2 separate regions of the Sus scrofa genome follow, and region 1 is linked to region 2. Evidence: chromatin contacts called from public HiChIP or PLAC-seq data. All regions are on one chromosome and are shown on one strand. Each heading gives the region's core, a stretch centred on a gene start, on an enhancer-like site or on the middle of the called end of the contact. The rest is flanking DNA. Distances are from core to core; before and after follow the strand shown. Region 1 holds the start of PPCDC (phosphopantothenoylcysteine decarboxylase). Region 2 holds the start of SNX33 (sorting nexin-33).

The links. HiChIP or PLAC-seq counts read pairs in DNA pulled down with a chosen protein or histone mark.
Region 1: a contact with region 2 is called in an H3K27ac HiChIP or PLAC-seq map of alveolar macrophages. The contact joins the promoter of PPCDC here to the promoter of SNX33 in region 2. A contact is called at or near these places in 1 of 5 promoter capture datasets (fetal skeletal muscle), 8 of 47 Hi-C or Micro-C datasets (blood, embryonic fibroblasts, heart right ventricle and 5 more) and 2 of 2 datasets of contacts at active chromatin or transcription factors (alveolar macrophages and skeletal muscle).

What each region holds. Positions count from the first base shown.
Region 1 is chr7:58,546,827-58,552,190 of Sscrofa11.1, forward strand. It overlaps PPCDC (phosphopantothenoylcysteine decarboxylase), which reads right to left and starts at 2,465. Exons shown (of 6, transcript NM_001243368.1): 1 at 2,429-2,465. SCAMP5 (secretory carrier-associated membrane protein 5) reads right to left here. Exons shown (of 7, transcript XM_001924572.4): 7 at 3,364-5,364.
Region 2 is chr7:58,013,668-58,019,559 of Sscrofa11.1, forward strand. SNX33 (sorting nexin-33) reads right to left here and starts at 1,931. Exons shown (of 2, transcript XM_001929226.7): 1 at 1-1,931. The coding sequence starts at 150.

The sequences.
Region 1 (5,364 bases), core at 1,215-3,714, 530 kb after region 2:
GAAATATCTGAGGTAACTAGAAATATGAGAACATCTAGCCCATTGTAAAAGTATGAGTATAAACCAAAGTTTACCCTTTTCATGATTTTTCTTTCATTATGCTAATCATATGTGTTAAGAAGCAGAAAACATTCTTCAGTTGTTAACAAATCCTGCTAGGAACCATGAGGTTGCGGGTTCGATCCCTGCCCTTGCTCAGTGTGTTAAGGATCCGGCGTTGCCGTGAGCTGCAGTGTGGGTTGCAGACGTGGCTCGGATCCCGAGTTGCTGTGGCTCTGGCGTAGGCTGGCGGCTACAGCTCCAATCAGACCCCTAGCCTGGGAACCTCCATATGCCACAGGTGCGGCCCCAGAAAAGACAAAAAAAAAAAAAAAGGAAAGAAAGTGGATAATTTAACCAAATTTGAAAGCAAGTTCAGACCAGGTCAATCTAACAGGATCATGGAGGGCAACAGTTGGCAGGAGTTCTTTTTTTTTTTAATTTTTAGTTCTTTGTTTATTCTCAAATAAAGAACAAATCCCAAACCAGTAAGCCTGCTGCTCTACCCAGTCCCTGCTAGAAACATCTATTTGCACAGCCAAGGTAGCTGTAGACAGCACTTCATTTTCCTGAGCCCTGCTGTACTCACAGGAACTCTTGAGCAGCAGAAAGAGTTGGCAGGCAGAGAGGTTACAGGCCTGAAGGCTATGCTTATTGAACCTCAAGCTCCTAGGACACCAAGCCATGCAGGTAGCCACATGCATGCAGCCACAGCCAGAAAAATGGCAGCCTCTCTGTCCTTTAGGAAGACAGGGCCAGACAGAGTAAAGAGCTTCAGCATGGCAGGGCTGTGATGTGTGAGTCTCTTCTCTAATTAGTTTAATTAGGGCAAAGTTAAGCAAAGGTTTTAGGAATATCTGCCAGTCACAATATGGGCACGTGAGGAGCCAGAGCAGAACCAGGGCTAAAAAAAGAGGCCAGATGGAGTATGAGCCCAGCACAACACAGGAACATGAGGAGCGAGGGCCTAGGAAAAAGCAGAACCAAATTCGGGGGTGGGGGTATGGGTGGGTGGGTGGGTGAGCAGGGATCCAGGATCCATTAAGAGCTTGAATCCTTTAGCCTAACATCAAAGTTCCTCACTACTGGCCCCAGACTTGTGCTCCGGCCTCATCTCCCACCAGTCAATACAACTCTGCTCCAGTAATAACTAAACAGTTATAGCTCATAGTGGCACTCTGCCCCCAAACCCAAAGTCGTTAAAAGGAGTCATGTGGCCACAGGGGCATTTTAAACTCCTTCTTCCAAGGAAAGGCAAGGAACTCTTCAGAGAGAGCTCAAGGTCTTGACATTCTGCTAAGATTGCTCTTGTCTCAAACCCAGGCAAGCATGCTTGAGTCTGCTGCTCCTAGAGTCTCATTAGGTACCCCACCTCAAGGCCACATGCTAAGGATACATAGGTAAATATAACATGCACACACAGCGCTACTAGCAAGGGACTGACAGTACTGCCACCTCTCAACCATTGGGAGAGATGTGGAAAACTCCTGCCGCAAGATCCCCACCACTTCCCCAACCTGGGAATCTCTCCTGCCTATTATCTGGCAACGGCCTCCAATACCTCAAAGTACAGCATGAGGTTTTTCGCTGACAAAATTTTTCCTCTTTTTTTTCTCTTTTTCTTTCTTTTTTCTTCCCTTTTTTTTTTTTAAGGGCCACAGGTGCGGCACATGGACTTCCCACGCTAGGGGTCTAATCGGAGCTACAGCTGCTGGCCTACACCACAGCCACAGCAACGGGGAATCCGAGCCCCTCTGCGAACTACGCCACAGCTCACGGGCAATGCTGGATCCTTAACCCACTGAGCGAAGCCTGGGATGGAACCCGCCTCCTCATGGATACTAATCGGGTACATTACCTCGTGAATCACACAACTGGAATTCCTTCACTCTCATTTTGAATAGTCATTCAGCACTTTTAAGTAGAGTTAGGGGAAAACTGCAATATCCTAAGGTTTTCCTTTTTCTAGTTTACCAACTTGTAAGATAGTCTGTACTTTGCGCGGTCCCCATTCATTTTTGAAAGCAGGATAGCGGGTTTTGTTTTTTGTTTTTTTAAGGCAAGCGGCAAATGTGGGGAACTGACAGGGCCACCTTTTAAGCTAGATTAAATGGCACTAGGCAATCGCAGAGTTGCAAAAAGCGTGGGGGCGAAGATATAAACCCCCCACCTCAGGACAGAGATGCAAAGGGATTCCTAACGCTCCGGCGCCACAAGCTCCACAGCCCCTACACACACACACACACACAGCCGCAGACCCGCAGCGCACGCGCACGGAAAGTGAGCAGACACACACAGGCACGGAACCAAGGTCACCAACGAAGCTACTCCAGCCTCTCTCCCGCCCCAGTGCGAGAAACCAAACCCCACGACCCACTTGACTCCTCACCCGCGGCAGGCGTGTCTCGGGGGCAGCCCCCAAATACCGCGATACCTCGGCCGCTCCTCCCGCTGATTCTGGCTGCACGCAACGTTTCCAGAGCCGCTGGCAGCCTACGCGAACGCGCAGCCTTCTGGGAGCTGTAGTCCACTTGGGAGAGTGCTGCGGGGGACCCCTTACTGCCAGGTTCGTTATTTCCTGTGCTCTCTCCTGGGTCTAGCCTGATTACCTGACCTCCTCACTCCCCACCCCCAATCTCATGCTCTCACCACTGAGGCACTTAATATTTACTGAGCCTCTTATATGTTTTAAGTGCACAGGATAGAGATAAATCAGACTCTTCCCTGCTCTTGAGACAAACAGGGAATTTTGTACAGAATGAGGTCTATGAGGAAGCAGAGGGACCTAAGTAACAGCTAGAGGCAGCGAAGTCCTCTCAGAGGAGCCACCCAAGGTGGATCTTGAAAGATACCAGGAGCTTGGATGGAGTGCCAGAACAGCCCTCCACGTGGGGGACACAGCATTGGCAAAAGGAAAGCAGCAGAAAGTGTATGTTGGCTACACTTCCCTGTCTTCATTCTCCAGCATCCACAGGCCTCCGGATCCCCTTATGTTCCTTGAGGCTGCTCAATCAGTTGCTGATCTCCTTCGATGAGAGTGGAGGTGGGGACCTCTGTGCTCTACCCCTGCCCTTGCCTACAGTGACAGTCTGGCCCAAACCACCCCTCACCCACTGATCCAGCCTTCTACATCTGACTCAGGGAACTCCTCCTTCTAAAAGGCAGAAGGCCTCTATGGCAACTTCAAGACTGCCTCAGCGAAAGAACCTCACAGAGGTGTGTGAACTTTGGCCACAGACCCCCTTGACACACTCTACCTATATGCCCCACAGCCTATGTTGAGGCTCCACATGGGGCCACATGAAGACACATGACACAGCAGGACACAGAGGGCCAAATGTTCCCCTTTATTATGGTTCACTCAGTTATCACAGACAGATACATTGGCTCAGCAGATCAACTGCCAGATGGAGAATGGTCTGTGTCTCCCAGAAACAAAGAAGGGCAATGGGCACCAGCAGAACGCAAAAGCAGGTCACTGGCTGGCCACAGATCTGAGGATTCTCGGGGCCTTCCTCCACCCTCATGCCAGGCCATCCAGCAGAGATGAATCTGTGCCCAGCCCCACTTCTCATATTGGTTCCCTTCCCAGGAAAATGCATAGTTGCCAGGAGATGCAGCATCCCAGAACCTGGACAAGCTGGGCTGCCCACAGGTAGCAGGTTTTCCCAAGGGCAGAACCAGATCATGGCCATATAGGTCTGAGCCAGGAAAGAGGAAAGGCAGGTAGGACAGGAAATTGATTGGAGAGAGCATCCAACATTTCAAGGATGCTGGGCTGGCAGCTGGACCACAGGACTCTTGGAGCTACCAAAGAGACTGAGATAAAGGTAGCCAGAGGTCTGGGCTAGGGAAGAAGAAAGGGGAGGAAGAACCTAGACCTAGGGTCTCTTTTTAGGTACCTGGGGCTGTGCTTTCCAGAGAGAGAGTGGTAGTGAGTAAAGAGTCAATCACACTCTGACCATTAGGAAGAGAACTTCCCAGAGGCCCTGGCTCCCTGTATAAGAAAACAAAGTATCTGGAGCTCAAAGTTCAGGATGGCACCTGGAAATCCAGGTGTTGTGTTCTAAGCTGGAGCCACCCAAAGTGGCCAGGTAGTGTTTGGTTTTTCAAGCCAAGTAGCCCAGGTAGGAGGTGGGGGCAGTGAGTGAGAAATGAGCAGTTGCTCCTTGCATGAGATCCCACTCCCCTCCAGGTCTCTGAAAGAGCCAGTGCCTCTACCAGCAATATTCTCACAATGCCTGGAATAGAACAGCCCCATAGGCCTGCAATCACTGTCCTGGGAGGGAAAGGAAGTTCTGACAGGGGGAGGAAGGGCCAAGAACCAAGTCTGGTAGGCAGAGGGGAGCAAGGGATCTTGATCTGATTTAAAAAAAGAGAAAAAAAAAAAAAGAAAAACAAGAGCCAGAGTGCCTCCCCTCCCACCCCACCTAACCTGAAATCCCATTGCCATCATTGTCCTTGCATGTAGGATTGGGCCTGGCTTCTTCCTGGGCCTTGAGCTCAAGTGCCCAGAACTGCCCTATGACGAAGAGAAAGCTGGGGTCAAGGGACACATGATCCCCTCCCACAGGGCCCTGCCTGCCTTCTCCTCTGATCTTCCCTCCCAGCCCAGCCCTCTGAGCCTGTCCTTTCTATCAAACCCAAACAGAACAGCGATTGCTTCCAGAAAACCACTGGTCATTTAGAGACACCTAGCACCTGCCTAGTGGCCTTGGGCCAACCAGACATCACCCAGGAACCAGTAATTATTTATATACCCTCTGCTCCAGCAGTATTTTTACATCTGAAAATTGCCTAGACACTATTTAGCTCTTCAGGGAAGGCAGTGGAATCTGCCCTCATGAATGGCAGATGCCACCTAGTACACAGTAGGCAGAGGGTAGGAGAATCAGGCCAAAGCAGCCAAGAGTATGGGGAGGGACACAGGCAGAGGAGCTCAAGGGGGCTCTGGGAAGGGGAGGGGAAGGCAAGGCCGGGAAGAGAGGATCCTGCCTTGCATTTCCATTCCCTGGGAGTCAGGTACTGCACCTCCAGCTCTGTGCCCTTCCACATCAGGGCTAAGACTCAGTTCCCATCTGCTTCCTTGATCTAGGAATGGTCTCAGTCTCAGGAGCAGATACAACTGGGACACTCAGCCTTGGAGAGACAAAGAAAAGCTACATGGGGAAGAGAGAGACCTGGGTGGGAGAAGAGACCTTAGGAATCTGACAGCAGGAAAGGAGAACAGGGGAAGGAGGTTAGGGTGGGGAAAGCCAGACAGGAAGGAGCAAGGGAAGATCCCCTGCAGGTCCCCACCCTTCCACCTACCAGCCCCATGAGTAC
Region 2 (5,892 bases), core at 681-3,180:
GAGCCCTGTCTCACCGCGGCTGTTCTGGCCCTGCAGCCAGCCATCCAGGGAGGTCTCGCTGAAGATGACCAGGTCCTCATCCTGCTGGATGCTGATCTCCTCTTTGTTCTCACTGCGGAAGTCATAGAGGGCTCGGCCTTTTAGTGCCATGGCTGGGTCAGTGGAACAGAAAGACGAGGAGAGGGTCCTGCCCAAAACTGGAGAGAGACACTTGCTAGGGTGTCCAAGGATGCACCAGCAAGCAGAGGCCTGCCACAGCCCTTGGACTCTCCGCCCCTGGGGGGGGGGGTGTTCTCGGTATCCACAGATGGTGTCAGCCTCACTCTCTTCAAAGCAATATCCACAGGTCAGAAACCGACCTACCAGGTCTCCCCGCACATGCCTGTGAGCAGGGAGGGTTCATGTCCACAGTCTTCCTCCCTTCCTTCCGCAGCCCCTGAGGGGGAGTCTCTCCTCCTCCCACAGTCAGAAGAAAAGTCAAGTGACTCGAGAAATCGGCTCTGAAAGGGCAAGAATTCGACACTTTCCACTGGAACGTGTTCTAAAATAGAAGAGAATCACTTGGAAACCACCGTCCCAGAAACCCGGCGGCAGCGCTGGCTCCCAGCTCCTTCTGGCTCTTCAGGCCCCGGGAGGCTCTCAAATTCCTCCGCAGATCTGCCCCTTCCTCCTTCCTCCTCCTCTTCCTGGGCCACTGGGTTTTCAAAAATCCAGAAAATCCAAGAGGGGCAAGGAGAAAAGCAGCAGCCTCCTGAATCGAATCCAAGGGTGGATGTGTCCGGCTTCACAACGAGCCAGGCCGGGAAAACAAGGACCGAGGCTTACACAACAGGCCGCCAACTCCTCGACCCCGGCGGCCCGCCGCGCCCCCAGCCCCCAGCCCGCTCGGTTGTCCTCTCCCCGCCCCCAAGTGGCCAGCCCCCTCCCCGGGGAAGAAGGGGACGCGACGAGGCGCTCAGGCGACTTCTGGCCACTAGCTGAGTGGCCTCTTTTGTTTGTTTAATTCCTCAGCAGTTTCTGAGCCTGAGTCTGACCCTGATCTGAGTCCAAGGACCCTCGTCCAAAGGTAACCCCAGCGGTAACCGGCCCCGGCGCGTAGACCCCCCGCCCCTCGCGTACACACAAACACTCAACAGGGAGTTTGGCGAGTCAGCTCCGAAGTGCAGATAGCCCGCCCGGGCGTCTGACCGTCGGTCCTCTGCTCTACCCCGCGGGGTTCCGCCGGTGGGCGGTTGGCCGGTGGCGGGTGGGCGCCGGTGGGTGGCGGGCTGCGCCCCCAGCCCTCCTTCTTCTCCAGCGTTCGCAGCCACTCTGCGCCGCCAGAGAGAAGCCAGCTCCAAAACAACAAAAAAAGGCAATTCCGGGAGGTGGCGTCCCAAGGAAGGAGGGAACAGCGGAGTGGGGGTGGGGGGGAGGTGAGGGGTGGGGACAGGGAGAGAGAAGGAAAAGCAGGCTGGGGAATTGGGCAAACTCCACTGCACTTCCGTGCGTCCTGGCTGGCCAAGGACGGCCCGGCTCCGCCCTCCCGCGGGCCTGGGGCGCAAGAGCTCGGCTCCCGCCTACTTTTAGCTTTTCTTTTTGGCCGTCGCCTTCACTCCCTCGCGCCGAGATCGGGATACGCGAGCGAGGAGACCACTGGAACTAGGGGGCCCGCAAGCCTCCAGGGCCAGCCCCTAGGGCAGCCGCACCCCTCTGCCCATCTGGCCCCGCTGGGAGACACCTCTCGCCCGGAGAGGCTTAAGCGCCGCGCGGGGGAGCTCTCCAGCCGCCGCCTCGCCTCCCGGGCTCCGTCACCCTCCAGCCTTTTCCATGACGCAAGTGAGGGAAAACTCCTAAAGTTTTTAGAGTGCGGTGCTCCAAGGTGTGCGCCAGAGTTGGAACCTGGGAGAGAGGATGTGCGGAAAGCCGCAGACGCCACCTCCCACTCCTCTGTCCCCCACCCCCCGCTCCGGCGGGACGCGGCACCGCAGTGGCGCCGCCTGGGGATTGTTCTCTGGAGGGGGTCCCATCGCCAGAGGCGCCCTCATGGAAGAAGCCGAAGCCCAAGCCTGAACCGGCTGAGATACTGGTCTCTGCAGGTCCTAGGTACCCTAGCTAGACAGAGCCAGGGGCACCCCTATCCTGGGCGAATTCCTTCAGCAGGGGAGACAAAATCCCTTGTATGTAGCGATGGGGAACAAGCCCAGGCACAGCCCGGTTCTTGTTGCTTTGTACGGCTGCGGCTGCGGAGTCACGATGTTCTGTCTTGGCCAGCAGCCGCGAAGAGAGAGGGGTGGTCGGGGTCGGGTTCTGGGGAGAGGTAAAGGGGGCTTGACCTTGCTCACTGATTCTGACAGGCATTGTGCTGGGCACTGGGGATTAGAGTACGGCAATGCAGTCGGGGTTCCTGCCCTGGATAGTTTACAGTCCACCCTCTTGTCCTTCATTAATTCATTCATTCTGTCTCTGTCTCATTCATTGAGTCATGCATTCAAGGAAATATTAACTGAATATTCAGTACCAATCCCCCTGGGCTTCAAAGACAAGTAAGACGTTGTCTTTACCTACCAGAAGCTCAGGTGAGTCAGGATAAGTAAAGAGATATTCCTCCATCAGTGTGACCAATGCCCTGAAGTGGGAATGGGAGGGCACCGATTCCAGCCTGGGTTGAGCATGGGGATCAAGGAAGGCTTCCTAAAGGAGGAGGTGCTTAAGATGAGGCAAAGGCTTCAGCCCATATTCCCCTTCCTGGCTATATAACTAGAACTTCCCTCCCCCTCATTATTCTTCCCAATTGCAGATTGACTGCCACAAGGTAGTGCTATAAAGTTAGGTAAATTTGGCTGTTTTTCGTCTGTTTGTCTTTTTAGGGCTGCGCTCATGGCATACAGAGGTTCCCAGGCTAGGGGACGAATGGGAGCTGTAGCTGGCGGCCTACACCACAGCCACAGCAACGTGGGATCTGAAACTTATCTGCAACCTACACCACAGCTCATGACAACGCCAGATCCTTAACCCACTGAGCAAGGCTAGAGATCAAACCTGAATCCTCATGGATACTAGTCTGGTTCATTAACCACTGAGCCATGACGGGAACTCCCTAAATTTGACTGTTTTGAAAGATATGATATGCAGGCCTCTGGCTCCAAGACCTAATTTCATTGGCGCAGAGTAGATCTAAATCCCTATGCAGAACTGGCATTTGACAGAATAAAGGCTTATGAAATACAAAGCCCAGAAGCCCAGGTATTAATTTGCATGGAGAAATTCAACTGTCAGGCAGACCTGAATTTTTCCATCAATAGATCAAGGCAGTTTGGCCTGCTCCTTAGAAAGCCCATTTACCAGAAGGCTAGCCCGCTGAAGCTAACAGGATGGGAAGCCCCAGGATGGGAAGAGGGGATGTCATGACAAGTCTTTCAACCAAGAAAGCTTGCATTCTTGTCCCCTGACATAGGGGCAGCCTTGATTCTCAGGACTCAGTTCAGCCTAGTATCTCCAGGACTAGAGCTTGAATATGCTTCCCCCAGCTGCTTTTGGGACACTTCTTTTTATTTATTTTATTTTATTTTACTTATTTATTTATTTTGTCTTTTTGCCTTTTCTAGGGCCGCTCCTGTGGCATATGGAGGTTCCCAGGCTAGGACTCTAATAGGAGCTGTAGCCGCCGGCCCAGGCCAGAGCCACAGCAACACGGGATCCAAGCCACATCTGCAACCTACACCATAGCTCACAGCAACGCCGGATCCTCAACCCACTGAGCGAGGCTAGGGATCGAACCCGCAACCTCATGGTTCCTAGTCGGATTCGTTAACCACTGCACCACGACGGGAACTCTGGGACACTTCTTTTCTGTAATCTCTCTTCTTTTCACAGAGCCTCTCTCCAAACTGGATTTAACAACAGCAGCAACTTCCTTAGTGTTTGCTGAATGCTAGACTCTGTTGTAAATGTTTACCTCTATTAGGGATAGTCCCAACCCCCTGAGTGGCCCCCAGCCATCATGCCCATGGCCTTCAGTTGGTTCCCAAATGCTTCAGTCACACATTCACACCTTGGATTTACTCCCCTATCTATTGGGGAGGGTGGTTTCTATCCCTGGCCACTCTCTTTCTAGGTGCTTGGGAAAAACTCATTCTTTAGCTTCACAGAGATTTCCAGAAGCTTTGTCTTCTATTCCTGACCCTCTTTAAACCTATGGGTAACAGGACCCCCAGTTACCAGTCTCAGGCAACTGCAATAACCTTTATGGTTTCCCTACACCCTGTCCATTCCTTTGGGGCGAATTTCCTTTATTAATAAATTCTCCTCACATTATTCTAATTGGAGTGTGTTCTTTCTTTGCTGCTGGGACTCTGATTCAGGCACAGGAAATAACATCTATCCCCCAGACATCTCCTCCTTTAGGAAAGGAATCAGCAAGGGAGAATGGTGGGGCCAGTGGTTCCCAGGCTGACTGCTGGTGGCAGCATGGCGGACACACTGGTCTATGACTATAGTAATGCAGATAAGAGATGAAAAGCGCCTGAGATAGGGCAGGGGTAATGACCGGAGGAGAAGTAAATTTGAGATTTTATGGAGGTAGAATGACTGGAATGACAACCAACAAGCTGTGGGTGTTGCAAGAAGAGTCAACCCACATTTTTTTTAAGTAATTTTATTTATTTATTTGACTTTTTTTTTTTTTTTTTGCCTTTTTGCCATTTTTTGGGCCACTCCCGCAGCATATGGAGGTTCCCTGGCTAGGGGTCGAATCGGAGCTGTAGCCGCCAACCTACGCCAGAGTCATAGCAACGCGGGATCCGAGCCACGTCTGCAACCTACACCACAGCTCACAGCAAAGCCCGATCCTTAACCCACTGAGTGAGGCCAGGGATCGAACCCGCAACCTCACGGTTCCTAGTCGGATTCATTAACCACTGAGCCACGACGGGAACTCCATCACTTACATCTTTAGATTTTCTCCACCGGCTACTTCGCCACTTCTCTGCTTACCTTTGCACCAAATTCCTCAAAATAGCCATCTTCTATACTAGCTGCCTGCACTATCTTTCCTCTCTTTCTCTTCTTAATCCCCTCTAGCCATTCTTTCGCCCTCACACTACTGAAACTATTCTTATCAAGGTCATTGGTGACCTAGGAGTTCCTACTGTGGCGTAGCAGGTTAAGGGTTAAGAATCCTGCATTGTCACAGCTGTGGTTCGAATTCAGTCCTTGGCCTGGAATTCACATATGCCCAGAGTGTGGAAAAAAACAAAACAAAACAACAAGAACAACAAAAAACAGTCATAGGTTGTTATTCTCAGTCCTCCTCTTACTCAGCTTCTCAGTGTCATCTGACCAGAGACTCCTTCCCCCAGGACACCCTTTCTGGACTTGTACTGGGAAGACCATTCTCTCTTGGTTTCCCTTCTACTGCATTGATTCATTGTCTTCTCACCAATAATCCTTAACACTAGTAGAGTGGTCCTCTTGTTTTCTATCCATATTCACTCCTTTAACAATCTCACCCAGGCTCATGGCTTCAAACACCATCTTTCTGTCAATAATACCCAAAATTTTAAGTCTCCAGCTCAGGCCTTTCTCTAAAATATTAGACCCACATATCTTTTTCTTTGACAACTCCCTTTGGATGTCTCATAGACATCTCCAACCTAACATGTCCAAAATTGAATTTCTTTTTTTTTTTGGCTATGCCCACAGCATCTCAAAGTTCCAGGGATTGAACCCTAGCCACAGAAGTAACCCTCACCACAGCAATGACAACAGTGGATCCTTAATCTGCTGAGCCATCAGGGAACTCCAAAAATTGAATTTCTAATTTTGTCCCCCAAATCTGTTCTACTTGGTGGCCTTCTCCTTATCAGATGATGAGTACTTTCTTCCATTTGTTCAGGTGCAAAACTGGAGCCA